Regions from separate parts of the Sus scrofa genome. Here regions 2, 3 and 4 are each linked to region 1. Evidence: chromatin contacts called from public HiChIP or PLAC-seq and promoter capture Hi-C data. All regions are on one chromosome and are shown on one strand. Each heading gives the region's core, a stretch centred on a gene start, on an enhancer-like site or on the middle of the called end of the contact. The rest is flanking DNA. Distances are from core to core; before and after follow the strand shown.

Evidence for each region. Promoter capture Hi-C pulls out the DNA fragments that hold promoters and counts their contacts. HiChIP or PLAC-seq counts read pairs in DNA pulled down with a chosen protein or histone mark.
Region 2: a contact with region 1 is called in an H3K27ac HiChIP or PLAC-seq map of alveolar macrophages. The contact joins the promoter of CHCHD5 here to the promoter of ZC3H8 in region 1. A contact is called at or near these places in 1 of 47 Hi-C or Micro-C datasets (liver) and 1 of 2 datasets of contacts at active chromatin or transcription factors (alveolar macrophages).
Region 3: an H3K27ac HiChIP or PLAC-seq map of alveolar macrophages shows a contact between it and region 1. The contact joins the promoter of TMEM87B here to the promoter of ZC3H8 in region 1. A contact is called at or near these places in 1 of 47 Hi-C or Micro-C datasets (epiblast stem cells) and 1 of 2 datasets of contacts at active chromatin or transcription factors (alveolar macrophages).
Region 4: a contact with region 1 is called in a promoter capture Hi-C map of liver, with 2.3 times the contacts expected there. The contact joins the promoter of TTL here to the promoter of ZC3H8 in region 1. A contact is called at or near these places in 1 of 5 promoter capture datasets (liver), 1 of 47 Hi-C or Micro-C datasets (liver) and 1 of 2 datasets of contacts at active chromatin or transcription factors (skeletal muscle).

What each region holds. Positions count from the first base shown.
Region 1 is chr3:44,156,586-44,163,812 of Sscrofa11.1, forward strand. ZC3H8 (zinc finger CCCH domain-containing protein 8) reads left to right here and starts at 4,714. Exons shown (of 10, transcript XR_002342488.1): 1 at 4,714-4,887.
Region 2 is chr3:43,912,582-43,919,808 of Sscrofa11.1, forward strand. CHCHD5 (coiled-coil-helix-coiled-coil-helix domain-containing protein 5) reads right to left here and starts at 3,169. Exons shown (of 4, transcript XM_021087024.1): 1 at 2,959-3,169; 2 at 1,765-1,905; 3 at 1,512-1,677. The coding sequence starts at 2,960. LOC110259964 (a long non-coding RNA gene) reads left to right here and starts at 3,309. Exons shown (of 2, transcript XR_002342486.1): 1 at 3,309-3,663.
Region 3 is chr3:44,323,918-44,331,144 of Sscrofa11.1, forward strand. It overlaps TMEM87B (transmembrane protein 87B), which reads right to left and starts at 3,853. Exons shown (of 20, transcript XM_021087028.1): 1 at 3,572-3,853. The coding sequence starts at 3,715.
Region 4 is chr3:44,017,951-44,025,177 of Sscrofa11.1, forward strand. It overlaps TTL (tubulin tyrosine ligase), which reads right to left and starts at 4,661. Exons shown (of 7, transcript NM_001004041.1): 1 at 4,304-4,661; 2 at 301-379. The coding sequence starts at 4,460.

The DNA of each region.
Region 1 (7,227 bases), core at 3,464-5,963:
TCACTCTCTTCCTTTTAAATCTAGTAACTTGAAGAGTTCCTGTCATGGCTGACTAGAAACCATGAGGATGCAGTTTCGATTCCTGGCCTCACCCAGTGCATTAAGGATCTGGCATTGCCATGAGCTGTGGTGTATGTCATGGATGTGACTCAGATCTGGCATTGCTGTGGCTGTGGCATAGGCCAGCGGCTACAGCTCCAATTCAACCACACCATGCCTGGGAAGCTCCCTATGCCTCGGGCACAGCCCTAAAAAGACCAAAAAAAAAAAAAAAAAAAAAAAAAAAAAAAAAAACCACCAGTAACTTGATTAATGAGATATAGTCAACTAACATCATGTTAGGCAGGGGAATGAGAGAGGGGAAATTTTCATGTATACATCATATAAACATACATAATTATATTTCATATATATGTGTGTACATATATAAATTTATATCAAATTTAGGATGAAATACTCACAACTGTTACAATCATTTCTTCTACATTCCCTTTGCCCTCAGCTGTCCTTGGCTCCTTCTGGGTGAATAACTCAAACTTCAAACTTTCATTCCTAAAGAGTTTGGGCCACTAGCAGTATTGCTTGTGGGTTTTATTTTTTTAATGACTTTAATCACAGGATATAGGATTAATTAGAACACCTCAAAGAAATTTCCTGAATTCTGGACATATTTTTCCTTTTTTTCTTTCTTTCTTTCTTTCTTTTTCTTTTTTTTTTTTTTTTTTTTGCTTTTTAGGGTCGTATCCACGGCATATAGAGGTTCCCAGGCTAGGGGCTGAATAAGAGCTACAGCTGCCACCCTACATCACAGCCACAGCAATGCCAGATCCAAGCCACACCTTCGACCTACACCACAGCTCACAGCAACACTAGATCCTTAACCCACTGAGTGATGCCAGGGATCGAACCCACGTCCTCATGGATCCTAGTGGGGTTCGTTAACCACTGAGCCATGATGGGAACTCCTGGAGACATTTTTGACTTCACAGCAGTGGTAGGAGTGCTGCTGGCATCCAGGGGGAAAGGCCAGGGATGCTGCTAAACATCCTGCTATTCATAGAACTGTTTACCACAACAGAGGATCATCCAGCACACAGTTCCCTATGCTGTACATTACAGGCCTGTGACTTAATCTCTTTTTTAACTGGAAGTTTGTATCTCTTAATCTCCTTCACCTATTTCACTCATCCACCCATGGATGCTAGTCGGGTTCATTAACCACTGAGCCACGACAGGAACTCTGATTTTTTTTAACCTATCATTTTAATTTCCTTTTGTGGCCTGGTTATCTTTTGCTATATGCTGCACATTTTATGTGAAAAAGCATGTATGGTAATATCTTGAGTTCTTTAATATAACACTTTTCCTACAATGAAAGGATACTACCTTAATCCGATTTTCCTCTTAATTTCTAGTAATGATTCATGTACAAGAGAAGGTAACTGCCAATCATATAAACAATAGGGGAAATTACAACTTCCCTGGGGAAGCTATCTGGCTTCAAAGGATTGCATGTGGTTTTTCTGTGATATGGACACTGATTTGTGCCAGGAATCAAGATGTCCCTTGCTAATGGATGCAAGTCAGGCTTTTTTCATTGGCCCAAGCTACCATCTGAGTCTTCTTTCAACATTTCCTTTATACTGGCCTTACGTTAAGCAAAACTAGACAATCCCCTGTTTTTCAAATGTGTGCTCTATTTTCCTGCCTTGATACATTTCTCTCCTCTTGCAATGCCCATTCACCCCTAACTTCATCTCTTCCGATGGAAATAACCTCAAGGCCAAGCTCAAATATACCCTTTTCAAGAAGCCTTCCCAACCAATGTGTTTTCTCTCTTATGAATCCTTTTAGCACTTGGTACCCTCCCCACCCCCTTTTGTCCTGACTAACCCTGGGAATCTTTATTATTATTATTATTATTATTTCTGGTCTTTTTGTCTTATAGGGCCACATCTGCAGCATGTGGAGGAACTGTAGCCACCGGCTTACACCAGAGCCACGAGCAACATGGGATCCGAGTTGAGTCTTCCACCTACACCACAGCTCATGGCAATGCCAGATCCTTAACCTGCTGATCAAGGCCAGGGATCGAACCTGCATCATCATGGACACTAGTCGGGTTCACTAACCACTGAGCCACAGGGAACTCTTGGTAATCTTTGTTTCACAAAAATCTTCTGTCACCTTTTTTTAATAGACTTTATTGGTTTTAGAGCAGTTCTAGGTTTATAGAAAAATTAACTGGGAAATGCAAAGTTCCTCTGCCTCCCACAAACACAATTTCCCTTGTTATCTACATCTTTATTTATTTAGATAGTTATTTGGCTGCGCCCTCAGCATATGGATGTTCCAGAGCCAGGGACTGAACCTGTGCCACAGCAGTGAGAATACCATATCCTTAACCCACTGAGCCACCAGGGAACTCCTATCTACATATTATATTAGTGCGGTACCTTTGTTACAATTGATTAATTAATATTGATACATTAACATGTATAGTTTACATTGGATTCACTTGGTGTTGTACATTCTATGGGTTTTGACAAATATATAATAATAGCTGTCCATCATTACGGTATATGGAATAGTTTCACTGCCTTAAAAATCTGCTGTGCTCTATCTATTCCTTCCTCCTTCCCTACCCTTCTCCCAACCCCACCCTTGGCAGCTGCTGATTCCAAATAATTGGCAAAAAATACCGGAACTAACAAGCATTTAAAGCAAGGGTGCAGAAATCAAGGTTAACATACAAAAGTCAACAGTTTTCCTGCATACTGGCCATGAACAATTGGAATTTGAAACTAAAAACAGTTATATTAGGGAGTTCCCTTGTGGTTCAGCAGGTTAAGGATCTGGCTGACACTGTTGAGGCTCTGGATATAGCTATAGCATGGGTTTGATCTATGGCCTGGGAACTTCTACATGCTGTGGGTATGGGCAAAACAAGCAAAGGAGACCAAAAAAAGGAGTTTCTGTTGTGGTTCAGTGAGTTAAGAACCAGACTTAGTGTCCATGAGGATGTGAGTTTGATCCCTGAACTCACTCAGTGGGTTAAGGATCCAGTGTTGCCACAAGCTGCAGTGTAGGTCGCAGATGCAGCTCAGATCTGGTGTTGTTGTGGCAACAGCATAGGGCTGCAGCTGCAGCTCCTACTTGACCCCTAGTCTGAAAACTTCCAAATGCCTCTGGTGCAGCCCATAAAAAGATAAAAATACAAGATGTAACTCTAACAACAACAAAACCCTTCAGGTATAAATCTAACAAAATATATGCATGAGCTATATGAGGAAAACTACAAACCTCTGAGGAACGAAATCAAAGAACTCTAAATGGATATTCCTCCATTGAATTTTAAAAGCAAATTATCCATGTGGTGAGAGCCAGTAGCCAGCAGAGCAGAGGGGCCACCACTCATCCCAATCCTTTATTGGCTTTTGGGCTGGCTACATGGGACCACCTCTCAAATCAGAGGTTTAGAAATGCCTTCCTTCACAATAATGTTTAACATCAAAAACAAACAAACAAAAAATCTCCTAAACAAAGGTAGCCTTACAGATGTGCAGCTACAAAGGAAAAACTCAGGGCTCCTACCCCTGTCAGCTTTAGCAGAGAAAGAGGTGCCAAGATAGGGCTGCCAGATAAAATACAAATAAGTTTTGGTATATGAATGTCCTAAATATTGCATGGAATGTACTTATACTACAAAATAAAAAAGTTATTTGTATTTTAGCTAAAATTCAAATCTGTCTCCTGTGTTCTTATGTGTGATATCTGGCAACCCTTCTCCAAAGCCTCACTGTGGTGAGACACTGAACAAGGAAAAGCAACAAACCTCTTAGTTGTATTCGTGCTTTGACACTTTTCTAACTTGCTTTTTAACTCTTTACACTCTGGATTTTACAACATGTCTGAGAGGAAAGCAGGGCAAGTATTCCCATCCTCTTTAACCAGCTGAGGAAAAAAACAACAACAGGCACTAAGGGCTGGAGGGGAGGCCACGCAGGACAGGAGCACAACTGGCTCTAATCATCCTTAAGCCCAACTGTTCAATTAGATGAGGTTCAACTTTGGAATCACCTAGGGAGCTGCCCAAAACCCACTGATACCGAGGTCCCACTCGTGAAGCTTGGGAATCTTATAAAAACATTTAATCAATCTCTCTCTCTCTCTCTCTCTCTCTCTCTCTCTCTCTCCCTACCTACCTACCTATTTATCTATCTCCATTTTTTTAAACCTTTGGGCCCCCTTACCTCATTTCTCTTAGCACTTGGTACATTCAGTGGACTTTTCGGCATTAAAATTGGGTGTTTATTTTAATCTCATTGGATTGTAAAGGGTGTGCAAATCGCAAAATCTGTCCACAGCTCTGTTCACGCATCTGAAGACGTAGAAGCTAATGGCATATTCCTTAAAGGGCTGCTGTGAGGATGAGGGGAACGAAAAGATGCCTGGTACAAAGTGAGTGCTCAAACCTTAACTTTCCACCATTCCTTAAAAACGTTGTGACTTTGAGAGCACATCTTTCACTAACGTGAAATAAAGGAAAGTCCCAAGGATTAAGTTCTAAAATTCTACGAAACATTTGAGATAAATATCAAAAAGCATGTCAAAAACAATATCAGAAACAACAGAACTAGAAGGGCGCCTGCGCACAGCCGCCGGCGAAGAAGAGAGCGGGCGTGCGCAGAGCCGGGAACGGAGCGGCGCATGCGCCGGACCACCTGCGGGCCAGTGCGCGGCCGGGAGCCACTCCTCCTCAGGCTGTTCTGTTGCTCCGTAGCTGCGGGGCTCGGCTCTGGAGCGGATGATGGATTTTGAGAATCTCTTTTCCAAACCCCCTAACCCAGCTCTCGGCAAGAAACCCGCCACGGATTGTGACGAAAGGTGATCCCCAGTCTTTTCATGGTTTGAACGCAGGGGCTCCGGCCGGGTTCCGCCCCTTCGTTCCTTCTGGAGGCGGCAGGGGCCAGGGCGCGAGGTCCCGCGGGGAACGCGTGGGACCGCTGGGCGTCCAGAGGTTGTTCCGGGGCAGAGATTAGGAGCTGGAGATGGGGCCGGGTTCGTAGCCCGCTGCGGCCAGCGGTCCTGGGAACCTGAGTCTGGGGAGAGGCGGGGTCCAGGCGGCTACCGGGGTGGGGGCGAGGGAGGCCCGGGATGCCCCTCTCTCTGCGCTCGGGCCCCTCTGGTCGGGTGGGAGCCCACCTGCGTGCCCATAGCATTTGCACTTTCAGATCATCAGCTTCTGAAGGATACCGATCATTTGTCACTTCTCATTACACGTGCTAGGCGCTTTTTGGTAGAAAAGACGACATCCTAAGTTCATTAAGCAGTGAAGGATATACAATGAGTAGTCTGCTTTTAGTCTCCCGATTTACATAGAAAGATCGTAAATATTGTAATAAAGCAGCAGACACCATTGGGATATAATATTTCCTTTGGCTTGAAAAAGGTACTGAGATGGGTGGCCAGATGGCGCTCAGGTATTGATCTCATTCTTAGAGACCTGTTTATACCTAGGTTTTCTTTCACTTTTTTCCCTATGAGTTTGAAATGCTAGAACCCCTCTTTTCTTCTAGATGTTTCTCCTAATTTCCCTAAGTCCAAACCATGACGCATTATTTTTCTCATCCTTGATATGTCTTAGTCTGGTTGATTTTCTTTCTCTGTATCATTCAAATGCCTTAACTTCTCTGTGTCTCACATACTTGAATGGAAAGATCACCTTAATTCAGTCCATCATCAAGAGCTTTACTATGTTCCTTATGTGAAATACTGAAATATGTCATTTAATCTCTCTCTCTCTTTTTTTTTTCTTTTTAGGGCCACACCCTCAGCATATGGAAGTTCCCAGACTAGGAGTCTAATCCGAGCTGCAGCTGCTGGCCTACACCACATCTCACAGCAACGCCAGATCCTTAACCCACTGAGCGAGGCTAGGGATCAAACCCACATCCTCATGGATCCTAATCAGGTTCATTAACTCTTCAGCCAAGAAGGGAACTCCCTCATCATTTAATCTTCACAACAACCGTTGAAGATATTATCCTCATTTTTGCAGATGAGAAAATTGAGGCACAAAGAGGATAAATAACTTGCCAAGATTACACAAATATGAAGGCATGTAGCAAACTAGGGTTAAGTTACCCGGCCAGTCACTCAAAGATTGGTGATTTCATCACCATGCTTCTAAGGCAAAGTGGCTAAACTAAAACTTAGGCCTATACATAACTGAAAAGAGACACACTAATTATTGGCAGTGAAATGATCATCTACAAAGAAAAACAAGACGAACTGATTAATAAACTATTAAAATACTCCTACCGTATAGCACAGGGAACTGTATCCAGTCTCTTATGATAGAAGATAATATGAGAAAAAGGATGTGTATATATATGTATGATATATATACATGTAACATGTATATATATCATATATATATATATGATATATATATCACTGGACCACTTTGCCATATAGCAGAAATAGACAACATTGTGAATCAGCTATAATATTTTTTTAAAGAGCAAAGAGAAAAATACATAAGAGAGTTCAGTAAGGTGAATCATCACAGAAGTGAATAACTATGAATAAAAAACCAGTACCAGCTATCAATTTGATAAGGCACTGGACAGAAGTTCCACAAAAACTGAACTACATAAAAGACACTTTTAGGCAAAGAATGGTATTGAAGTATGGCGCATGTCTGTGAACATTCTTTGCCTGTTTTTCTCTTGGCTGGTCTTTCTTGTTAAAATATTAGGATCTCTAGCCTGCAGATATTTTACCCCCAGTTTGTTATTTGTCTTTTGATTGTCTGTGGCATTATTTTCGATGTATAGTTTTTAGTTTGTTTTAAATGTCATCAAATGAATCAAGCTTTTATGGTTCCTGGTTACTTTTCCTAATAATTTTAAGGTAAAACTACTTGTTTATTGAGCACCTGCTATATATGAGACATTATTCTAGGCCCTGGGGATATAGAAATAGATAAACATAAAAATCCCTGTGCTCGTGAGATTTATATTCTTGGTGTACCGACAATACATAGATATTAGTATTTTAGGTGATAAGTGATGTGGAGAAAATGAAAGCAGGGTAGGGAGATAAGGGAGGATGGGATGGTGGGAGGGTGCAGGTCTTTTAAAGAAGGTAGTTAAGAAAACCCTCACTAGGAGTTTCCTGATGGCCCAGCAGTTAAGGACCAGGCATTGTCACTGCTAAGGT
Region 2 (7,227 bases), core at 1,919-4,418, 250 kb before region 1:
GCTGATGAAAGAAGTGGCTTTTGCCTTTAGAGCTCACAGGTCAGTGGGAGACACCAGCGTTTCTCAAACTTTCTTATTTTTTTTTCTCCCATTACTGTGCCCTTCCACCCCTGGAGTCTTTTTAGATGATTTTTTTTTTCCTTTTTAGGGCCCCACCCACAGCATATGGAGGTTCCCAGGTTAGGGGTCTAATCAGAGCTACAGCTGCTGGCCTACACCACAGTCACAGTAATGCCAGATCTGAGCCATGTCTGCGACCTACACCACAGCTCACGGCGCTGGATCCTTAACCTACTGAGCGAGGTCAGGGATTGAACCTGGCCTCGAACACACAACCTCATGGTTCTTAGGCAGATTCGTTTCTGCTACACCATGATGGGAACTCCTTTTCAGATATTTTTTAAAAAATTTCACCCATTCATGAAAATTTTTTTTTTTTTTGTCTTTCCTAGGGCTGCTCCCACGGCATATGTAGGTTCCCAGGCTAGAGGTCTAATCGGAGCTATAGCCGCTGGCCTACGCCAGAGCCACAGCAACACGGGATCTGAGGAACGTCTGCGACCTACACCACAGCTCATGGCAGCGCCGGATCCTTAACCCACTGAGCAAGGCCAGGGATCGAACCCGCAACCTCATGGTTCCTAGTAGGATTCGTTAACCACTGAGCCACGTTGGGAACTCCCACCCATGAAATTTTAATAGCATAGCTATACCATATATATGTTTCTGTACTACATACATAAAAAAAGAATTAAGGCTTTTTTGGGCCATCCTCACCCCCTGGGTCCGAACAGCTGCCGGGGCCATGAGGAAGACAGGGGGAGTACGTAAGGGAGCTGCAGGAGCTCTGCCTGAAGAAGAACACAGATAACCTGGCAGCAACCTGGGATTTTGTGCTCAGTGTAGATGAGAAGCCATTCATGAGCTTTCATTAAGGTGTAATGACACTAGTTTTCAGTTCCTTTTTTTTTTTTTTTTTTTTTGCTTTGTAGGGCCGCATCCACAGCATATGGAGGTTCCCAGGCTAGGGGTCAAATCAGAGCTGTAGCTGCCAACCTACACCACAGCCACAGCACTGCAAGATCCAAGCCACATCTGCAACCTACACCACAGCTCACGGCAACGCCAGATCCTTAACCCACTGATCGAGGCCAGGAATCAAACCTGAAACCTCATGGTTCCCAGTTGGATTCGCTTCCACTAAGCCATGATGGGAACTTCAGTTTTCAGTTCCTTAACCCTCTCTCTGGCCACTGCATGGCAGCATGGTAAGAGAGGATTCAGGGAGACCAGGAAGAAGCCTGGAGCAGGTGTCCTGGCAGTGGAGGGGTGGGGGAGATGGCTGGACTAAAGCAGGGGCTGTGGATGGGGCAACAGGGGACCATGGTCTGATGTTCTGGATTCGGGATGCATGGGGAAGGTGTGTGTGAAGCTAAGGATGCCTCCAAGATTTTTACTCTGAGTGACCAGAGGCTAAAGGAGTGGGATGAACTGCCAAGCCCCTAACTTACCTGCGTGGTTGAGGGCGAGTGTGTCGGCTGCACCTGTTCAGCACACTGCAAGAAGCGGCGTACATGCTCTGCGCAGTTGCTCACGGCTGCCTCATTCTGCCGGAGACACTCCTCAAAGGCCTCAAAAGGCTCTGCACAGGCCTGGCGGATCTGACGGATGATTGGGCTGCGAGGGCAGGGCATTTCAGGCTCAGAGAGACTTCCACTCCGATGTCCACCCACCCCCCACTGCCCTGTACTTGCCCACACTCACTGGGAGGACGTGCACTGAGAGATGCTCATCTTAAGGTGATGACAGTCCCGTTGCCATGACTCAGGCTTGGCTGCCACACACTGGCCATACTGCTCCAGCTCTCGGCTGCAGTAGCGGGCAGTGACCTCCAGGGCCGCTTGCCTGTGAGACAGGACAGACTGAGGGTAACTGCAGGCAGCAGGCAAGAGATGGAGTTCTGATCTGAGTCTAGGGTGGGACTGGCATCTTGGACAAATCTGAGAGCCTGAAGGATCCTGGGATAGGGCCAAGGAGCTAGAGAGGTAAGGCATGAGCCTTGGAGGTTGTGGAGTAGGCTCAGAGCTTCAGGGGAGATAGTGGAAGTTCTGAAAAAAAAGGTCTGATTATTCTGAAGCAGACTTTGAAGGTCCTGGACGGCAGGTTTTAGAGTTCTAGCATTCTCTAGTTTCTACCTGGGGATCATGCAGAAAAGCTCGTAGGGCCTTAGAATTAACACCTAGAGTTCCTGGAGAGAACCTGGAAGCCCTAAATGAGTTTGAAAGCCCTAAAAGTGAGGTTTAGAGGTGCAAGGGGTGAGGTCTTAGGTCCTGGGGAAGGGTCTCTTGACCAGACTGTCTTCGAAATGGGGCCAGAGGATTGGGTACTGAAAAGTGAGACTTGAGGCCCTGGGGCGGTTTGGGGGTCTAGGGTAAATCTTAAGTGTCCCACAAATAAGCTCTTCAAATTGGGGAGACAAGATCTGAAAATCCAGAGTGAGATCAGAGGCATCTAGGAACAAGTCTGTGGGCCTTATAGGTGAGGTCTGAGGCAAAGGACAGATTTGGAAGGTTCAAATGGTAAAGTTAGATGAGCCAAGGAGAGGAACTTGGAGCTCTAAGGACGGATCTGGGAGTCCTGGAGGCCCTGAGACAAGTCTGGAATCGTAGGGTTGCAGGGTGAGGACAAGACCCAGGGTTTTCGGGGCAAAACTTGAGCACAGAGAGACTGGATCTAAAAGTCCTTCGTTAGCACCCAAAGAAGGGGTGGAACCTAAACGCTCAGAGGGCGAGGCTTGAACACGAGAACTGGAGCTCGCAAGGGAATGCGCTGAATCACGAGGCTCGGACCCGGGAACAGAGAAGCCAATTCTTCCCGGAATCTTGGCCTAAGTCCAGATCACTGGGGAAAGAGAAGGAGTGCGGGGGCAGGTACAGGGTAGGCGCTCCCGCTACTCACATCTTGAGGCCGAGGCCGAAGGAGGATCAATGGGGAAGGAGCGCTCCGCCTTTTCCGGTATCAGGTTGTCATGGCGGCGCCCAGCTAAGCCCTCCTTATTTCGATTTTTCCGGTTGCAGAGCGGACTAGCAGGCCCGCTCCCTTTAGGCCCAATCTGTCATGGCGGCGCCCTGCCTCTCCTCAGGTCCGGGGCCTGTCATGGCGGCGCCCTGCGTAGCCACTTCCGTCCCTAGCTGGCTCGGGTATTTTAGGCCCTTCCGGCCTACGTGGGCGGTGCGGGGAATTCCCCGGAAGTGCTGGGACGTACAGTGGCGCCTCGGTGCCGAGGCGAGTGCGGCGCTGACTTGGGTGGCTCTTTGAGGGATTTGGCCGCAGCCACACGCGCTCCTAGTCGCCGGACTGGAGCTGATGGAGAGTGGCTGTTGCTGCTGCGGGCTCTCATCAATGCAGCCGTTCGCGGATGCGCGCAGCAGCTGAGTGCTTTAGCTGTCAGCTGCTGGCCGCAGGGAACGGGATCCCTAATGCAACTCTGCGCATGCGCTCGCTCGCCTCTTGCAGACCGTGGTGTGCGCGCGGCTGAGGGGCGGGGAAACAGCCTCCCCAAAAGCTGGACCAGGAGGAGGCCTGGACCTCCTGACTGCTCAGCATGGGTTACCCAGACCGCGTCCCCCACCCCTGGGCATAAACTCTGAAGCCAGCATGAACGTGAGTTTTAATCTTAGCTCTGTGTCACAATGGGGGAGTTACTTCCATGTAATTCTTCCTGGTGGGATGGTTCCACCTCCTCATGTCTTCCAGTGTCTGGCTCCACGTATTTGTCCCTTGGTCAGAGAACTGAGCACCAGTACTGTCTAGTATGCAGAGGTTTTCCCTGACTCCAGCCAAAATGATCATAAAATGTAGTTTGTCGCAGCATTATAGGGGAACAGGTGTCAGTCATTTGTAACCAAGTGATAATTGTTTGGGCAAATTAGGAACAAAAATTGGGTCCTGATGCTGGCTCCCACCTCCCCTCCATAAAGCCAGGCTACTGACACCTGGTTGTGGTGACTGAAAGTGCTGGCACCACTCAAGAACCCAGGTAGCTAATGTCCAAAAGGCTCAAACTTCCCAAAGAGTTTCAGGGAAAGGCTTTTAAAGACAGAGTGAGGGAGGGGGGGGCTATCAGCTGGCGAGACATTCTTCTGATTGGTTGGTGGTGAGGTAATTGGTAGCATCATCAACCTTCTGGTTACAATCAGCTTGGGGTCTACCTGCTCGTGGGCAGCGTACAATTAATTAATTTCTCCCACCTGGTGGGGGTTTCAGTATTTGCAAAATAGCTCAAAGGACATGACTTGAAGTATGGTATATAACCTTTGAGGAAGAACTAAAGGTCTTTGACTTTAATGCCTAAACAATCATTACCTTGTCTTTTTGACACTTTTCCTTTCTTTTTGCATTTTTCTCACTTCTCTGATTGAAATTGACTCTTTGGAATTCGAGGAAGGCCCAGGAGGCTAAAGTTTTTCTGTGGAGAAGAGGCAGGTGGAGGACGTGTGGAGAAGGAAGAGGGCTCTGTTCTGCTCCGTTAAACATATGCTCATCTGTAAAATGGGGGTGATGACAGTGACATTCTTCACATAAGACGTAGTGTACGTGGGAGGTTTAGTATGGAGCCTGGACCCTCACAAGTTTGGGATAAGCAAGAACCGTCGCAGGAGGCTGTGACCTGAACTGCCCTAGTTGGCAACTGACATTTGGTGATTGTGCCATTGGCCATCGGAACCTGCCTCAGATAACACAGGTCGGTTTGGAGCCCTGGACATTGAAGGAAAGCTTTCACCTCTGGGCCCTTGTCTTCTTCCTTCCTGCAAAAACTTCCCAGTGTGTTTTTGATGGGAGAAGAGAGAGAAGGGAACAGCATCAACATCTCTTCTCTTTGGCTTCAAATGTAGACCAAATTCTCAGGTTTTTCCCTCCTGGGAGAGTGAAATCATAACCTGTCCCATGCCCTGCCTCTGAGTTTTGTCCCAAAGTCCAGGTAATATGCTTCCTGCAAGGAAGGGGTTCAAACAGCTGGGCTTGTAAGTAGGTATGATGAAGATCCCAGTGGGAGACAGTTCTCCTTGGGAATGAGACACTTAAGCCTCCAAATTTCTAGTTGCCTTTTGGTGTGTGACCCACAAGTGTGACTGACTTCCTCTCTAGGGATCAAATGTGAGGAAGACTTAGGTGACCATGGGGTTTGGAGGGAAGCCAATCTGGATTTCAACCTGAAATCTCGGACAGAATACTTCTCTCTGGGTTTCCGTTTTCTGGTAATAGGTGTTTCAGGATGCTCTTCTGAGAAGACAGGCAAAGCACCTGGCATAGAGCATTTTGTATTCTTTCTAGCCTTATCAGTTTATTGTGTTGGCCTAAAACATATAGGCTGCCAGTTATTTCTCCAGTAAAAATGGGTTTATTTAGTGAAGTTCCTGTGTGGCCCAGCGGGTTAAGGATCTGGCATTACCACAGCTGTGGTGCAGGTCACAACTGTGGCTTAGGTTCAGTCCCTGGCCTGGGAACTTCCACATGCACTGAATATGGCCCCCCAAAAGGGTTTATTCTGGATCAGTAATGAAACACTATTAACAGGTCTGCAGTCATGGCAAGCCAGGTGCGAGTCCAGGAGAGCAAGGAGAAGAGAGCTCTTTTAAAGAAGGGAAAAGGGAGTTAGGAGCGCCATAGTAAAGGGTGCACTGGAGGAGTAAGAGTTAGAAGTATAGTGGCTTTTTTTTTTTTTTTTTTTTTGGTCTTTTCAGGGCCACACACACAGCATGTGGAAGTTTCCAGGCTAGGGGTTGAATCGGAGCTGCAGCTGCTGACCTACACCACAGCTCACAGTAATGCTGGATCCTAAACCCACTAAGCAAGGCCAGGGATCGAACCTGCATCCTCATGGATACTAGTCAGGTTCCTTACCACTGAGCCACAATGGGAACTCCTGCACCTCTAAAGTTTTATTTCAACAGTGCCAGACTGGAGCTTAACATTCTAGTAGAAGAGCTAGACAGTTATCAAAGTAAATAAAAACTAAATTAGTGATGAATGCTAAAGTGGATGCTCAATCTGGGAAGTATTAAGAGAGCAACCAGGGAAGGTTGATGTGGTTATAATAAACAGTACTTGGTTTTTACTGCTGAAATCCTTGGGGTTTCCTAAGGCACAAGAGCAATGCAGGTGTCTTTTGTTACGTTTAATGAAGTGACGTTTGGACTACACCTGAGGAAGGGGCTGGTTGCTAGGAGAACCCCCCCCCCCCCCCCCCCCCCCGTGATTAGAGGGTTAGAACTTCCGGTTTCACTCTCCTGACTTCTGGGGAGAGGAAAGTGGGCAGAGGTTAAATCAGCTGCATATGACCAGAGATTTGGAAGCTCCATGACCTTTGCCTACACCTTGCCCTATGCACCTTTTCCCTCTGGCTGTTCCTCTGTTACACCCTCCCATAATAAACTGGTCACATAGCAAGCAAAAATATTTTTCTGATTTTTAAAAAAAATTTTTTTTGAAATTTCTTCTTTGAATCATGGGTTTTTTTTTTTTTTGGTCTTTTTGCCTTTTAGGGCTGCACTAGCAGCATATGGAGGTTCCCAGGCTAGGGATCAAATCGGAGCCCTACTTGCCGGCCTATGCCACAGCCACAGCAATGTGGGATCTGAGCTACGTCTGCAACCTGCACCACAGCTCACAGTAACGCCAGATCCTTAACTCACTGAGTGATGCCAGGGATTGAACCCTCATCCTCATGGATGCTAGTCAGGTTCATTAACCACTGAGCCACAACAGGAACTCCTTTTTTTTTTTTTTTTTTCCCACCATGAAAACTCATGTTTTTCTTAGTTCTGTGAGCCACTCCAGCAAGTTAATCAAATATGAGAAGATTGTTGAAACCTGCATTCTCTAGCCAGTTGGTCAGAAGCAAAGGTGACCATGTGGACTCAGGATGGCCCTCTGAAGTGTGTGTGTGTGGGGGGGGTAAGGGATGGCAGTCTTGTAGGACTGAGTCCTTAACTTATGGAATCTGTTGCTAACTCTCTGTGGACAGTGAAACCCTGCCCCACAGAGTTAACAGAAACTCTTGACTAACAGAAATTCTTAAGTTTGTCTTACAGAACAGTAGGTAAGGGAGTAGCAAAAACCCCTTGGCTCCCTCCATGCTTTTTTTTTTTTTTGGTCTTTTTGCCATTTCTTGGGCCGCTCCCGCGGCATATGGAGGTTCCCAGGCTAGGGGTCGAATTGGAGCTG
Region 3 (7,227 bases), core at 2,603-5,102, 170 kb after region 1:
ACTTGAAAACTTAAAAACCCGTCCCCGTCACTCTTTCTTCATCTAGTTAATTCCCCCTTACCTTGAAAGCCCAGTTCAAAAGCCCCTTCCTTAGGGCGTCTTCCACAGGGCCTACACCAGGCCAGGCCCTCTCTTACATGGTCTGTAGGACCCATTCTTCACAATCTTTACCCCAAGCAAAACGACATCATGTACTAGTTAGTTATCTAATGTCTGCCCTCACCAAGAATAAAAATCCTGTGAGAAGATATTATGTTAAATGAACAGGTGGTTCAGGATTAAAGAAAAACACTGACAGGACAAGCAGCTCTTTCTTGACATTTTATCAGCTCCTCAACAGTTTCAACAATAAAATCCCCAGCCCAGATCCCTCCTCTGAGCTGCTTATGTGCACATACTCAACTACCAAGGTCAGGTCCACCAGGATGTTCAACACACTGGGATGACATTCCACGCCCACCTGCCCTAAACCAGACCCCCCTCTGCTCTTCACCAGCTCATCCTGCGCTGTCCACCTTGGCTGTAGATGATCCATCCTCAGTCACCCAAGCCAGGCTCCTACTGGTGCCTCACCTCCATCACCCAATCTCCACAGCATTCCCACTTTATATCACAGACACTTCCCAGATTTAGCTCTTTCTCTCCATTCCTGCCACCACTGCCCTAAGTGAGTCCCTCAACATTTCCTGCCTATGCTTCTGCAGTAACTGGTATCTCAACCCCCAGAGGTCCTTAAGTTTGAGACTCTCAGCCTCAGGCTCAAGGTCAAGATCAGACGTGGAAGGCTTATGGTGGCCCAAGTCTGTGCTAACACTCACTCCATCAGCAGAAACCCAGAAGTTGTTCTACCTTCTCCTTCTTCACCAAGGTAACGTCTACTCATCTTTACAGAACCAGCCAGACACCAACTCCAGAAAGTGGGGTTAGATGATGCCCTCAGTGCTCTAGTAATAACCAAAGAATGCCACCATGCATGTCATTACTACTTATGAAATTGCTGTCTCTACTACTATGTGAGCTTCTTGAAAGAGAAGACTGTGTCTAATATTCATCCTTGCAACAGCAATGGCCAGTGCAGTGCCTGGCACAGAGTAGGCGCTATTGACCTTTACAACCAAAGGAACCATTTCTCAATGTCATTTGCAGCAACATAGATGCAACTAGAGATTATCATAACAAGTGAAGACAGAAAGGGAAAGACATACCATATGACATCACTTATTTATTTATTTATTTATTGCTTTTTAGGGCCATATCTGCAGCATATGGCGGTTCCCAGGCTAGGGGTCTAATTGGAGCTGCAGCTGCCAGCCTACACCACAGCCACAGCAACGCAGGATCCGGGCCACTTCTGTGACCTACACCACAGCTCACGGCAACACTGGATCCTTAACCCACTGAGCGAGGCCAGGGATCAAACCTGCATCCTCATGGTTCCTAGTCAGATTGTTTCCACTGCACCGCAGTGGGAACTCCCCCATATGACATCGCTTATATGTGAAATCTAAAATATGGCACAAAGGAACCTAACTACTAAACAGAAACTAACACGCAGACATAAGAGTACAGACTTGTGGTTGCCAAGGAGGATGCACTGGGAGTTTGGGGTTAGTAGATGCAAACTATTTATTACATTTGCAATGGATAAGCAATGAGGTCCTGATGCACAGAGAACTATATGCAATCTCCTGGGATAGACCATGATGAAAAAGAATATTATAAAAGAATGTGTATATATATACATATAACTGAGTCACTTTGCTGTACAGTAGAAAGTGGCACAACACTATAAACCAACTATACTTTAATTTTTAAAAAATTTTAAAAAGGAACCATTTCTTGATAGATTTGTAGTACAAATAAAACTCTACTTTCCTGTTCTGAAGAACAAGTATTGATAACTTGAAATAGGAAAAAAAAATCCATCTACTCTTGGCAAAAAAGAGCTTTATGGGCTGCTACTGGCACATAGGACTAAAGATTATGTGGGACCCAAAGAAAAATTTATCTTCCTTATAGAGGAAGCAATGGCATTCTCTCCTCATGGCCTCTGGAATCTCACCATCCAAGTATACTGGGTAAAGACTTTTATAGATACGGTCAAGCAGTCTGTTCACAGCTGATTCACTTCCAATATATTCAGACTTAGTTTATGCTACTGACCATACACTACAGAAGCGGCATGAAATTCAAAGAAACTGCATGAAATTACTGTTCAGAGAAATTCAATAATGTAGATATGCAGGTTCTATCACCAGCACACAAAATAGGGCAGCAACCCAGAAGAATCCTAGAAGAAATGGTAGCACTGGGTCTTAAAAATTCAGTTTCCGTCCTGACGCAGTGGATGACGAATCCGACTAGGAACCATGAGGTTGTGGGTTCGATCCCTGGCCTTGCTCAGTGGGTTAAGGATCCGGCGTTGCAGTGAGCTGTGGTGTGGGTCACAGATGCGGCTCGGATCCCACGTTGCTGTGGCTCTGGTGTAGGCCAGAGGCTACAGCTCGAATTCGACCCCTACCCTGGGAAACTCCGCATGCCGCGGGAGCGGCCCAAGAAATGGCAAAAAGACAAAAAAAACAAAAACAAAAACAGAAGGACATCTACTCTCCCAGGTAGGTTTGTGTTGTAGGAAGAATTTGTAGCCTCTCGTGCTACTTTCTTTTTCTGGCTGAGGAAATCGAAATATAAGTTTTGCCTTTAGAATTCGGACGTTTCTATACATGGGAAAAATACTCATCTCAAACAACTGGACGAATCATCTTACTCTAAAAGAGCAGGACATAAAGCCTCTTCAACTTCCTGTCTCTTCTTTAGCAAATCTTTCCAAAATTCTACCCCTGCATTCTTCCCACATCACCTCATGTAACTACTTGATGCCAAGTTCTCAAATGGCCTGCCCTGGAAAGGAAGAGTTTCCACGCATTCATGCCTCCAGACTAGCTCGCAAATATCCTTTAATTACACATTCCGCCCCAACTCCCCACACACATATACTCTCGGAGCTGTGATAGGAGGCCGAGAGAAATCCAGGAGCCCCAAAATAGGGAAAGAGGGGTGGGGTGACTACTGCATGTTCCACTGTCATTTAAGGGGGGAAAAAAAAGAGTAAGAAAGAAAGCGGCACATGCTCTTTCTAAATGTACGCGGAAACTGAAGCCGGGCAAGTCCTCCCTGAGGCCTCACGGGTGTGGCCCTGTGGCTGCACCCGGGCACGAAGAAGGGTCAAATCCAAAGATGCCCCTGGGAGTGCCGAGGGGTTCTGGGCTCAGGTCTGAATAAACGAGGACCCGATCTAGCCAGGGCGTGTCCGGGCGGAGCGAGGGACCAGGCCGTCGAGAAAGGTGATCCTCAGGAACAGGAACAGGGCTCCGAAGGGAGAGCCGTTCCCTGCACACAAGCTTGACTGGTTTTCTCCCTAGGTCGGGCCAGGGGAGACAAAAGGCCCAGAGAGCGTATTAGGGCACCCGGAGCAGGCCCGGTCAGAGGAATAAGCTGGGTCCCCGGCGAGCCCCGGGAACACCCTGAGGACCGGAGAGGTGCGTCTCCTTGGTGCCGACGCTCCACTTACGTCATTGACCGTCGCTGCCCAGAGTCCAAGCTCGGGCACAGCGCCCACAGCCGCCGGACCCCAGCACAGAAGGCAGAGGGCGACGCGCAGCACCGGACCCCCGGTGGGAAGGAACCAGAACCCAGCTCGTGCGGCAGAAGCCATCTTGACGCGGAATCCGCACCTGGCGCTCCGTGACGCCCGCCAAGCCCGGGGCCCGCACCAGGTGCAGCTCCGCCCCTGGGAGGCGGGCTCGGGTCCGGGAAGTGTGGCTGGGACATGGAGGCGGGGCTCGAGGCCGGCCACTGCGTGGAGCTGGAGGCGGGGCCAGAGCGTGGAAAGAACGGGTGCGGGCGGGGGAGGAGGGTCGGAGCGTGAGGGCGGGGCCAATATGGGGGGCGGGGCCGGGGAGGAGGCGGGGCTCTGAATCTGGCGGCTACGGAGGAGGGGGTGGGTATGGGGGCAAGGGGTGGGTCTCAGGGCCGGGTCGGGGGGCGGGGCTTGGGGAGGCGGGGCTCAGAATCCTGCCCTAGCTGGTTTCTGCTTCCGCCCCAGGCGGGAGGCTCAGATCTCAGGCTCCGTGGGGTTGTGGACGGATGCGTAGGGAGGAGTTGCTAGCTAAGGTTTTGCTTTATTTCATTTTCTTGAATTCTCTCCGTTTGCCAGTACTACAGTCACCTCAGCACGAGGGAAACAAACTGTCCTCTAAATTCACCGTAAGTGCCGGGAAAGTGCTTTGAGGTAGGGTCAGTTGAACCCAAGGCATTGTATTGTGTGTGTAATGCCATGTCTGTAGGACAGTTAATAATTTTCAGAACAAATAAAGTTCCCCGATTGCTTAAATCTCTGAGGGGCAGAGCTTGGGTCTAATTGTGTACTTCAGGCATTTTTGACTGTGAAAGCTAAATAAATCTCTTGCCAAAGAGAACTATGGTAGTTTATTTTTAAATGTAAATAATGTCCAGAGGGAGAATAAAATCCTGATTTTGTTGCAGGAAGCTGGATACCTTCCAAGAGCCTGAGTATTGCCTCTTGTCCGACACTGGGAAATAAATTGTCCGAGGAGACGCATAAGCTGACAAAGCAAAAGACTTTATTGGGGAGTTCCCTTTGTGGCTCAGTGAAAACGTATCCGACTAGAATCCATGCGCATGTGAGTTGGATCCCTGGCCACGATCACTGGGTTAAGAATCCGTTGCGGTGAGCTGTGGTGTAGGTCGCAGATGCAATTCGGATCCTGAGTTGCTGTGGCTGTGGCATAGCCTGGCAGCTACAGCTCCATTTCAATCCCTCACCTGAGAACCTCCAAATGCTGCAGGTGCGGTTCTAAAAAGAAAAAAAAAAAAAAAAAAAGACTTTATAAGACTTTATTGGGAAGGGATACTGGGTTGTCTCTGGCCAATCATCTTGCTTGTCCCATATTTGGTCACCAAGCTCAGGGTCCTTGGTGACTGGCACCTCTCAGCCAAGATGGATTCCAGCGCCAAGGATCCTGGGAGGCTGGTTGTCTCCTCCCTCCCAAATTCTGCCCTGTTAGACTTCAGGGCAGAACCACATTCCTTATCAAACCCTCCTATTGTGAAACAACTCCTGCAAGAGTCTATTACCGTGTCTGGCCATAGTGGGTTGTTCCAGTCAGTGGTTCCCTAACAATTTAACCGTGTCATTAATGTAAGATAGGATCTATTTATAGTTAAGAGGACCTGGCCAGTTTTTCAGCCAGTAATTATTGAGAACCTAATAGGTACAAAGACTGCAGGTGCATTCCATCCATGCCTTTCCCAGGAGACAGACAGTGTGCTCAGTCTATATGGGTACGAATAACAAGTGTGGAGAGATCACACAAGAGCATCCACCAGAGATTTAGAAGGTAAGGCTGGTGGAAGGAGAGGACATGAGATCATTTAAGTCCTAGGAAGAGTTAACGGTGAGTTAGTTGTGGGAGCCAGGGGTAGATTTGAAGGTGTTTTAGGAAAGAGAGGAAAGCCTGTGTTAAGGCTTGGAGGAACAAAAAGACCTACCAAATGACTAGGTATTGGTATCAGATGGACCTTGGCAAGAGTGAGAAATTTAAACAGTGCAGAAATATCCAGCTCCTCCTAAGCCTGGATAGGAAGATAGCGCTTTAGTCTAAGAACATCAGAGGGGCAACAGTGTTTTTTGTTTTTGTTTTTTTTTTTTTTTTGCTTTTTAGGGTTGAGCCGGATGCATATGGAGGTTCCCAGGCTAAGGGTACAGTTGGAGCTACAGCTATCACAGCCATAGCAACATCAGATCCAAGCAATGTCTGCAACCTACACCACAGCTCATGGCAACACCAGATCCTTGACCCACTTTTCGAGGCCAGGGATGGAACCTGCAACCTCATGGTTCCTAGTCTGATTCATTTCATTCATTTCTGCTGCACCATGATGGAATCTCCTTTCTTTCTTTTCTTTTTTTTGAACAGTGGTTTTTAAGCAAGGAGAATGAGGTGATCAAAAAGATAATTTTTGTTGTTCTATGAAAACTGTGAAAGAGGGCAATAAGATAACCAGTTAAGAATATTTCAATAATTTGTATGACCAGTTGAGAATAAATTACAGTAATTAAGAGATGGTGGCCTCAGCTATAGAAGCAGTTATGAGGATGGAGATTTGGATGGATGCCAGGGATATGGGAAATGAAGATTTTAAATTAAGAAAGCCTTGGTAATTGATTAGATATTGGAGCTTAGGAAGGAGTGGGGTTAAGGCTGGAATAAATGAAATGTGGAACATCTGGAGGAAGAGGAGAAAAATTGGGAGATCCAGGACCAGTCGTCTTCACAAAGGGTCAGTTTACTCAGGTAGCTGTACCCTGGGGACAGGAAATACCCAAACAATTCAAGGAATTTGCAGACAGAATCATAGTTGGTATTGGCTACCTATTAGAAAAGGAGGCATAAGGGCCCAGGTAATAAACAGAGTCACCTGGGTACACAGAACACATCGCGGTAATTTTCCTGGCTCCAGAGTGTATACACATAATTGATAGCTGGCACAACCTCACCCTGGTCCTTGGTGTCTAGGATGAGAGCTGTGATAGTGGGGAAGGCCAAGTAGAAACTTCTGAATCTGGCCTGCTAACCAAACCATTTTGTCTCCTGGGGGGAATGGCAGAAATTAGTGCTACTTTTTTTCCTCCACACCCATGGCATGCAGAAGTTCCCAGGCCAGGGATTGAACCCTCACCACAGCAGCGACCCAAGCCACATCAGTGACAATACCAGATCCTTAATGCACTGAGCCATCAGGGAACTCCAGTGTTGCTTTTAAAAGATGCAGTGGTACTACGAAGCAACTGAGGTCTGGTGAAATTCAGTGGTAGTAGTTATGTCTTTAGGGCATAGAAATTGATTTTTCTCATCTTTCTTCATCTTGTCGTATAAAGATCATTCGAATGCCGTTTAGACCACAACCTAAGGCCATGCTAAATTATTGGCAGAAACAGAATAAAAATGTAGGTTCGTTGCTGAGAATCACATGAAAAAAAGAGCCACTGCTCTTTGGGATTTTATAAATGGCGGGTTTGAATGCCCTGCATGCTATATATTCATGCTACCGTGTTGCATTTGTTTTGCAAATCAAATTATCCCCTCTAACCTGTTTAAGCAGTGTGTCAGCCTGCCTAACACTCTATTGTAATGTGTTTATTAT
Region 4 (7,227 bases), core at 3,411-5,910, 140 kb before region 1:
GCCCCACCCTTGGTACTGAAAGGGTTTCTCCTGAGAGCCCTCCCCTCATAAATCACTCACACCAGAAGCCCCGCCTTGGGCTCTGCTTCTCAGGAGCCCCCTCCTAAGAGACAAACCGCTTTATCAAGCACAGAGCGCAAAGGTTGAATTGCAATCAAAAACTGCTATCTGTTGGGTTTTTTTAAAAAAAGTATTTTTGCCCTTTAAAGATAATCCCCCATTTTTGCTTAAGTTCTCCAGGATGAAGGCTAAAACCGTTTAGATAAAAGATGGAAAACACAGGTGTCAGAGGACACTTACTTCACTAAGGAAGCTTTGCGACACAGTTTGTCGGCGCCCCGGTAGTAATTCACCAACTGCATCAATCCAGGCTCGTGACCTGTGAAGGAAAGAGGAGGCTCAGAAGGGAAAGGGGACAGGTGGGAAATGACATGGTCAGCACCAGCACAAAGGAGACAGGACAGTATTCAGCACTGTCACTGCTGAGGCTTGGTTGTCGCTGCTGTGGTGGGAATTTGATCCCTAGCCCAGGAACTTGTGGCAATGCTGGATTCTTGATGAGTGAGGCCAGGGATTGAACCCACATCCTCACAGACACTGAGTTGGGTTCTTAACCCACCGAGCCACAACGAGAACTTCCAGGAGTGGATCTTATGATACCAACACTGTAGGTCTGCCAAAGACCACCGTTGCCTTTTTCCTTTTTAGGATGGAAGAGTATTTTCTTTTTCTTTTTTTTACAGCTGCACCTGCAGCATAGGGAAGTTTCAAGGCTAGAGGGGTCTCGAACGGGAGCTTTAGTTGAGGCCTTACACCACAGCCACAGCAATGCCGGATCTGAGCCGCATCTGTGATCTACTTGGCAGATCATGGCAATGCTGGATCCTTTAACCCACTGAATGAGGCCAGGGATCGAACCCACACCCTCACAGACACTATTTCAGGTTCTTAGCCACTGAGCCACAATGGGAACTCCAAGGGAAACTCTTTTCAGTAGATCATACTGCATTCCCCCTCCTCATAAAATTGGAGTAGACGGTATAAATAAGAAAAGCCTCAATTTTAAAAATTAGAGTTGGTTATCAATATTGTGTTAGTTTCAGATGTACACCAAAGTGATTAAGATATATCTATACCTATTTCAGATTCTTTTCCATTATAGGTTATTTCAAGATACTGCATATAATTCCCTGTGCTCTATAGTAAATCCTTGTTGTTTATCTATGTTATATATAGCAGTGTGTACTGTTAGTTCCACATACCTAATTTATCCCTCTCCATCCTCTTCCCCTTTGCTAGCCATAAGTTTGTTTTCTATGTCTGTGAGTCTGTTTCTGTTTTGTTAATGAATTCATTTGTACTATTGTTTGGATTCTACATAAGTGGAACCATACAATCATAAGTGACAGCATATAATATTTGTCTTTCTCTGCCACACTTACTTCACTCAATATGATAATCTCTACAAAAGCATCAAAGTTTTTTGTTTGTTTGTTTGTTTGTTTTTTTGTTTTGTCTTTTCTAGGGCTGCTCCCACAGCATATGGAGGATCCCAGGCTAGGAGTCTAATTGGAGCTGTAGCCGCTGGCCTATGCCAGAGCCACAGCAACGTGGGATCCGAGCCACGTCTGAGACCTACACCACACCATGGCAACACCGGATCCTTAACCCACTGAGCGAGGCCAGGGATCAAACCCGCAACCTCACAGTTCCTCGTGGGATTCGTTAGCCACTGCGCCACGACAGGAACTCCTCAAATTTTTTTTTTTTTTTTTTTTTTCGGTCACACTGTAGCATGTAGAGGTTTCCAAGCCAGGGATTGAACTCTTGCCACATCAGTAACCAAAGCCACAGCAGTGACAACTCTGGACCGTTAACCTGCTGAGCCACCAAGGAACTCCAAAAGTCTCCATTTTTGTTTAACATCATAAGAAAATGCATAGAGTTTTCAGCAGCACAAATAAAAGTAGAACCAAACAAAGGGAGTTTAAACTGAAGATGCCAGAGGTAAGAATAATTCATCTGAGAACAGCATACAATTAAGTAAAAAGTTTCAGGCACTGACTAGCTCTCTTGGTCTCTCTGGGACTGATGGCTGGTTCATACTTGAACTGCCTACCTTCTTATCCCCATGGCACTGGCATTCCTGAACCTTTACAGGCTGGGCCATCTCTTTGGGTTTCACACAGTGTACTTCAAGCAAAACGTAAATATTTCTAACAGGGAAGGCCAATAACCATCTGGTTGTGGGATGCCATTTTCTTTCCCATAAAAATTAAATGTTGGAGTTCTCACTGTGGTTCAGCAGGTTAAGAATCCAACTAGTATCCATGAAGATGCAGGTTCAATTTCTGGCCTTGCTCAGTGGGTTAAGGATCTGGCATTGCTGCAAGTTGTGGTGCAGTTCAAAGATGTGGCTCAGGTCCCAAAATGCTGTGGCTGTGTCATTGGCCAGCAACTGCAGCTCCAATTCAACCCCTAGCCTGTGACCTTCCATGTGCTGCAGGTGTGGCCCTAAAGAGAAAAAAAAAAAAAAAAAAAGTTTACTGAAGCTCCTACTATGGTGCAATGGGTTAAGAATCTGGTGTTGCCACCGCTGTGGCACAGGTCACAGTTGCGGCTCAGATTCTACCCCCAGCCTGGGAACTTCTGCATGCTACAGGTGCAGCCAAAAAACAAATAAATGTTTACTGATCATCTGCTGACTTCACGGTCACTGTTTAGGATTTGGACCCTCTAGGTTTGGTCTCTTTCTCCCTCACCTGGAACCTCGCAGCAGTGCCAACCACCCCTGCTGCAGCCCCCACAGAGCCATTTTTCGTCAGCTTTTAATTTTAGGATTCCACCTAAGCTCTGACCGCCGGGCACTGCTCAGTTCAAGGAGGAAAGTCAGTCAGGCAGGGAAGCATACAGAACAAGTCAGAAATAAACATTCTCGACTATACTCAGGGTTTCTTCTTTTGCTGAGGGCTTCCTGGGGAGACAGTTTCGCAAAAGGGAACTTCCAGGCACATTCTCTGTATTCCAAGACTTCTAGGGGTTGGAATCAGCCCTTCCATGGAGTCCTCATCATACATGGCACACTTGTACAACAATAGAAAGTTGTCGGTGGTCCTTTCCCAAAGAAAAAGTTTCAGCAAGCCTAAGTAGAAATACCCTTCATCCCTCAAATCATTACAGTCCCCCCCCCATAAGCCCATCAAGGGCTAGTCAATTCCAAATGGTCTATTTTCAGTCTTTCCCTATTCAACCTCTCCACCCTCTGACCACACCTATTTTCTAAAAACCGTACCCTCTCCGGACATAGAACACGGCTCTCTGAGAAGCCCTCCAAGGCAGGGATGACTTTTCCTCTTGACGGATTTGTCTCTGGCAATATGATCAGGTCCCCACCCCAGGGGAATTTCTGGCAGGGAACATGGCTACCCCTAGTGAGGCTGCAATTCCCCCATGACTGTGCAGTCAGAGGCCGTGAGACTACGTTCAGGTCAATGGGATGTGAGTCTGAAGTGCTGTGCACAACTTCTGGTTTACATCATCTAAAAAGGAGCCGCCGGTCCTCTGCTTCCCCAGCACCTTCCTCCAGAGGAAGATGTAGACGCGGTGGTGCCAGCTTCAACCACGTGAATGAAGGTAACTCCCGCAGAGAGAGTAGGGCTGAGAATCCAGCGTCACCTACCATCTGCATTCAACCCACGATCGTGAGAATGTGTTCTTTGGTGAAGCTAAGAGAAGACACCCTTCCGCCCTTCCCTGGGCTGGGCTCACTGCTGAAGCTCAGGCTTTCAGAATCCAGGTCTCTTCCAAATCCTTTGACAGTTTAACTGAGCCTCTGGGTAGCTGAATCCTCAGGGTTTTCAACACACACAAGCTCCCCTCCCGCGCCAACATAGGCAGGGCAGGATCCTTAGTGAAGAAAATGTGCAAGAGGACTCCGGCGAGATTTCAGCAGCGGGCTCCGCGTAGCCGCGCCCCGCCCGGCGATCTGTCCAGCGGACCTGCCGGATTTGGGGACGTCGGGCCTGGGGAATCCGGGAGACGCGAGGCCTGGGCTCCCCGCCCCCGGCTGCAGGGACGGGTCATGGTAAAGAGGCAGCCGCGGCTCCAGGAGCCCGCACCTACATTCCCGCCCCGAATCCGATTTAGGAGATGAGAAGGCACGAAAAACGATGGGCTTAGTCCTTTAAGGGATGCATTTTTTATCTATCTGCCCGAGAAACGACGGAGGGAAGGTTTCTGACCTTAAAACAAAAGCGCCCGTTCTACCGGGAGGAGCGGGAGGGCGCGAAACGGGGAAGCTCACCCAGTCTCCCGAAGGGCAGCCGGTTCCTTTCTCCCAGCATCAGGTTGAACCTGGGATTGTCCCGCCGTAGCCTCTTCCAGTGGCCGGTGGCGAGCAGCAGCCGGGAGACCTCGGCGTAAACGCTGCTGTTCTCGTCGCGCACCACGAAGGTGTACATGGTGAAGGGCCGCGCGCCGGGGCCACCCCTGCAGCCGCTGCAGGAAACAGCCGGCCAAGCGGCTGCTCAGCGTGGGACCAGCCGGGGCGACTGCCGCGCTCCCGACCCGTCGGCCCCGCCGGCCCCGCCCCACACGCTCCAGCCGCGCCCCCGCCAGCGGCCTGGGCGCCCGCCCCTCACGCTTCTAGGGTAGCCGGCCGCGGGCGCCCGGGCGCCCGCGCGTCTGCCAGAGCAGCGAGCGCAGCCCCGACGCCGCGCCCACTGTCGGCGCGGCTCCGCCTCCGCCCCGTGATTCCGCGCGGCCGGCTCCAGGGCGGGCGGATGGGAGGGGGCCTGTGCGCGGGGGGCGCGCCAGGCTCCCTCTCTGAGCGGGCTGCCAGCTGCAGATGGTGCGGGGGCTGGAGGAGGGGGCGCGGCTTTAGCCTCAGCTTCCCGAACAGGCCCCTGAGTGGGACCGGAAGCTGGGGCGGTCCTCCCGAGCCCGGGGTCACGGCCAAGGGGGCGGTGCCAGAGGAAGATCCCTTTTTAGGGCTTGTTCTGGTAGTTTTCAACCTACTCTTTCAAAGGGACGTTTTCTGGATGAAAACAGAAAGTTGTAAGTCCCCATTCTTTGTCCAAAATGGGCTTCTTTTACTTTCCTGCTTAAGGACCGCAGAGAACCCGAGGCGTAGAAGCGGCTGTTGGTTTCGTTTGGGTCGAATGCTTCCGTAGCCTGCTGAGACCTCCTGGATGGTGCATAGCCAGGGGGTGACTTCAGATTCGCCGATCACACACAGACCCTAGGATCCCTGGACTCCGCCCTGCCGTTTACCGGCGCTGGGCCACTCGCTTTTCGTCCTCCGGACCGATTTCCCCTTCTGAGTTGGCGGAAGGTGGTTCTTTTTTGTTGTTGTTGTTTGCCATTTCTAGGGCCGCTTCTGTGGCATATGGAGGTTCCCAGGCTAGGGGTCTAATCGGAGCTGTAGCCACTGGCCTACACCAGAGTCACAGCAACGCAGGATCCGAGCCGCGTCTGCGACCTACACCACAGCTCACGGCAACTCCGGATCCTTAACCCACTGAGCAAGGCCAGGGATCGAACCCTCAACCTCATGGTTCCTAGTCGGATTCGTTAACCACTGCGCCATGACGGGAACTCCGGAAGGAGGTTCTTTAAAGTCCCTTGGTTCTGATCCTACCTGACTTCCTTTTAGGAAACATTTTTGGTGCATTTTGAGGAATAGAGAGAGGACTCTACCAGATTTCCCGCAAACTTCCTACACTTCCTCAAAAATTAGCTACATCACCCATGTGCTTCCGATGTCTTACTCTTTAGAGAAAGAATATCCTGCGACCTTTCCTGTCCTGCTCTCCCTGTGCTCATGGTATCTACTTATATTGTAAAATTGCCCTCCTTTCTTCCATTTTGCCCATAGGCTCCACTGGCCATGGGAAGCTCGCTTAGAGGAGAAATGGGGCAAGACCCAGGAGTGCTGTAATGATGACGTTCCTTCACACCCGTCCCAGCAATCCGACATCCCTGAGGAATGCGGGTATCTAGTGCCCGGCTTCCTAACCTCCAGAGAATGAATCTGCCGGGAGGCATATATCCTACGCTCTATTTCAAGGTCGCTGCAGAAGAGTTCTGATTGTCCGCAGCTGCAACTTACTCCTTTCTGCATCTTCTCTTGTTAGGTTCCCTCCTTTTCCGGTTTTCTATCCCACCTGTCTTGGGGTCACTTTCGCAGTAAACCTCAAATCGTTATACCAGGACTACCTTTTTAGAGAACTCAGGCCAAAACGTTGTGGCTGCTTCTCTTCACAGCCAGTCATCTTGAAAGTGATACCTACTTTCAGCATGCCTGGGTCCTTTCACCCTCCTGCACCACCCACTCTCCCCTACAGGCCCGCTACTCTCTCTGCTGTGAATTTCATTAGGAACTCCTGTAACCTCTGTATTTGCAAATACAGTAGATACTTTTCTCCTTTTTTATCCCCACCCATATTTTGTAGTGAACATCATTTTTGGTATTGTTTTGTCCAGCAGCACCCCTTATCCCCTTTTCTTAATAATAAAACTCATCTTTCCCCTGGAAACCTGTTTTGTGTGATTCTGGTGGCATTGACACTGTCCATTGTTGTTTTGTTTTGCTTTTTAGGGCCACACCGAGCAGCATATGGAGGTTCTAAAGCTAGGAGTTGAATCAGAGCTGTACCTACTGGCCTATGCCACAGCCACAGCAACACCAGATCCAAGCCTCATCTGTGACCTTAACCCACTGAGCGGCGTCAGGGATCAAACCCGAATCCTCATGGATACTAGTCGGGTTCGTTACTGCTGAGCCACAACAGGAACTCTACACTATCCATATGGGCACAGGAAAATGAGTACTCAGGCTTGGTCCATTTCCACCCTTTTGCCATTGTGATGGTAAAACACAGGCTAGTGATCCAAATTTGCTGAACTGATTCTCTCTGGGATTTTTCTACCTGAGCTATGGAGAGAGCCTCTCTCTCCTGGAAGACTGTGGGACAGCATGCAGCTTTATTGCTATATTACAGAGGGGAAAACTTGTCTAAGAATTCAGCTTCCTATCCTACTTTGCATCAGGCCTGTATGCGGATTATGAATATGTTCTTGCCACATGATGTAAATGAAGTGATGGGTATTTCTTAAGATTTGGACATGCCTCTTCTTCTCCTAGAGACAGGATACAAAATCAATAACAATAGTGCCACAAAAAGTTGAAAGAAATTTACCAGAATTTATGCTGGGTCATTAAGCAAT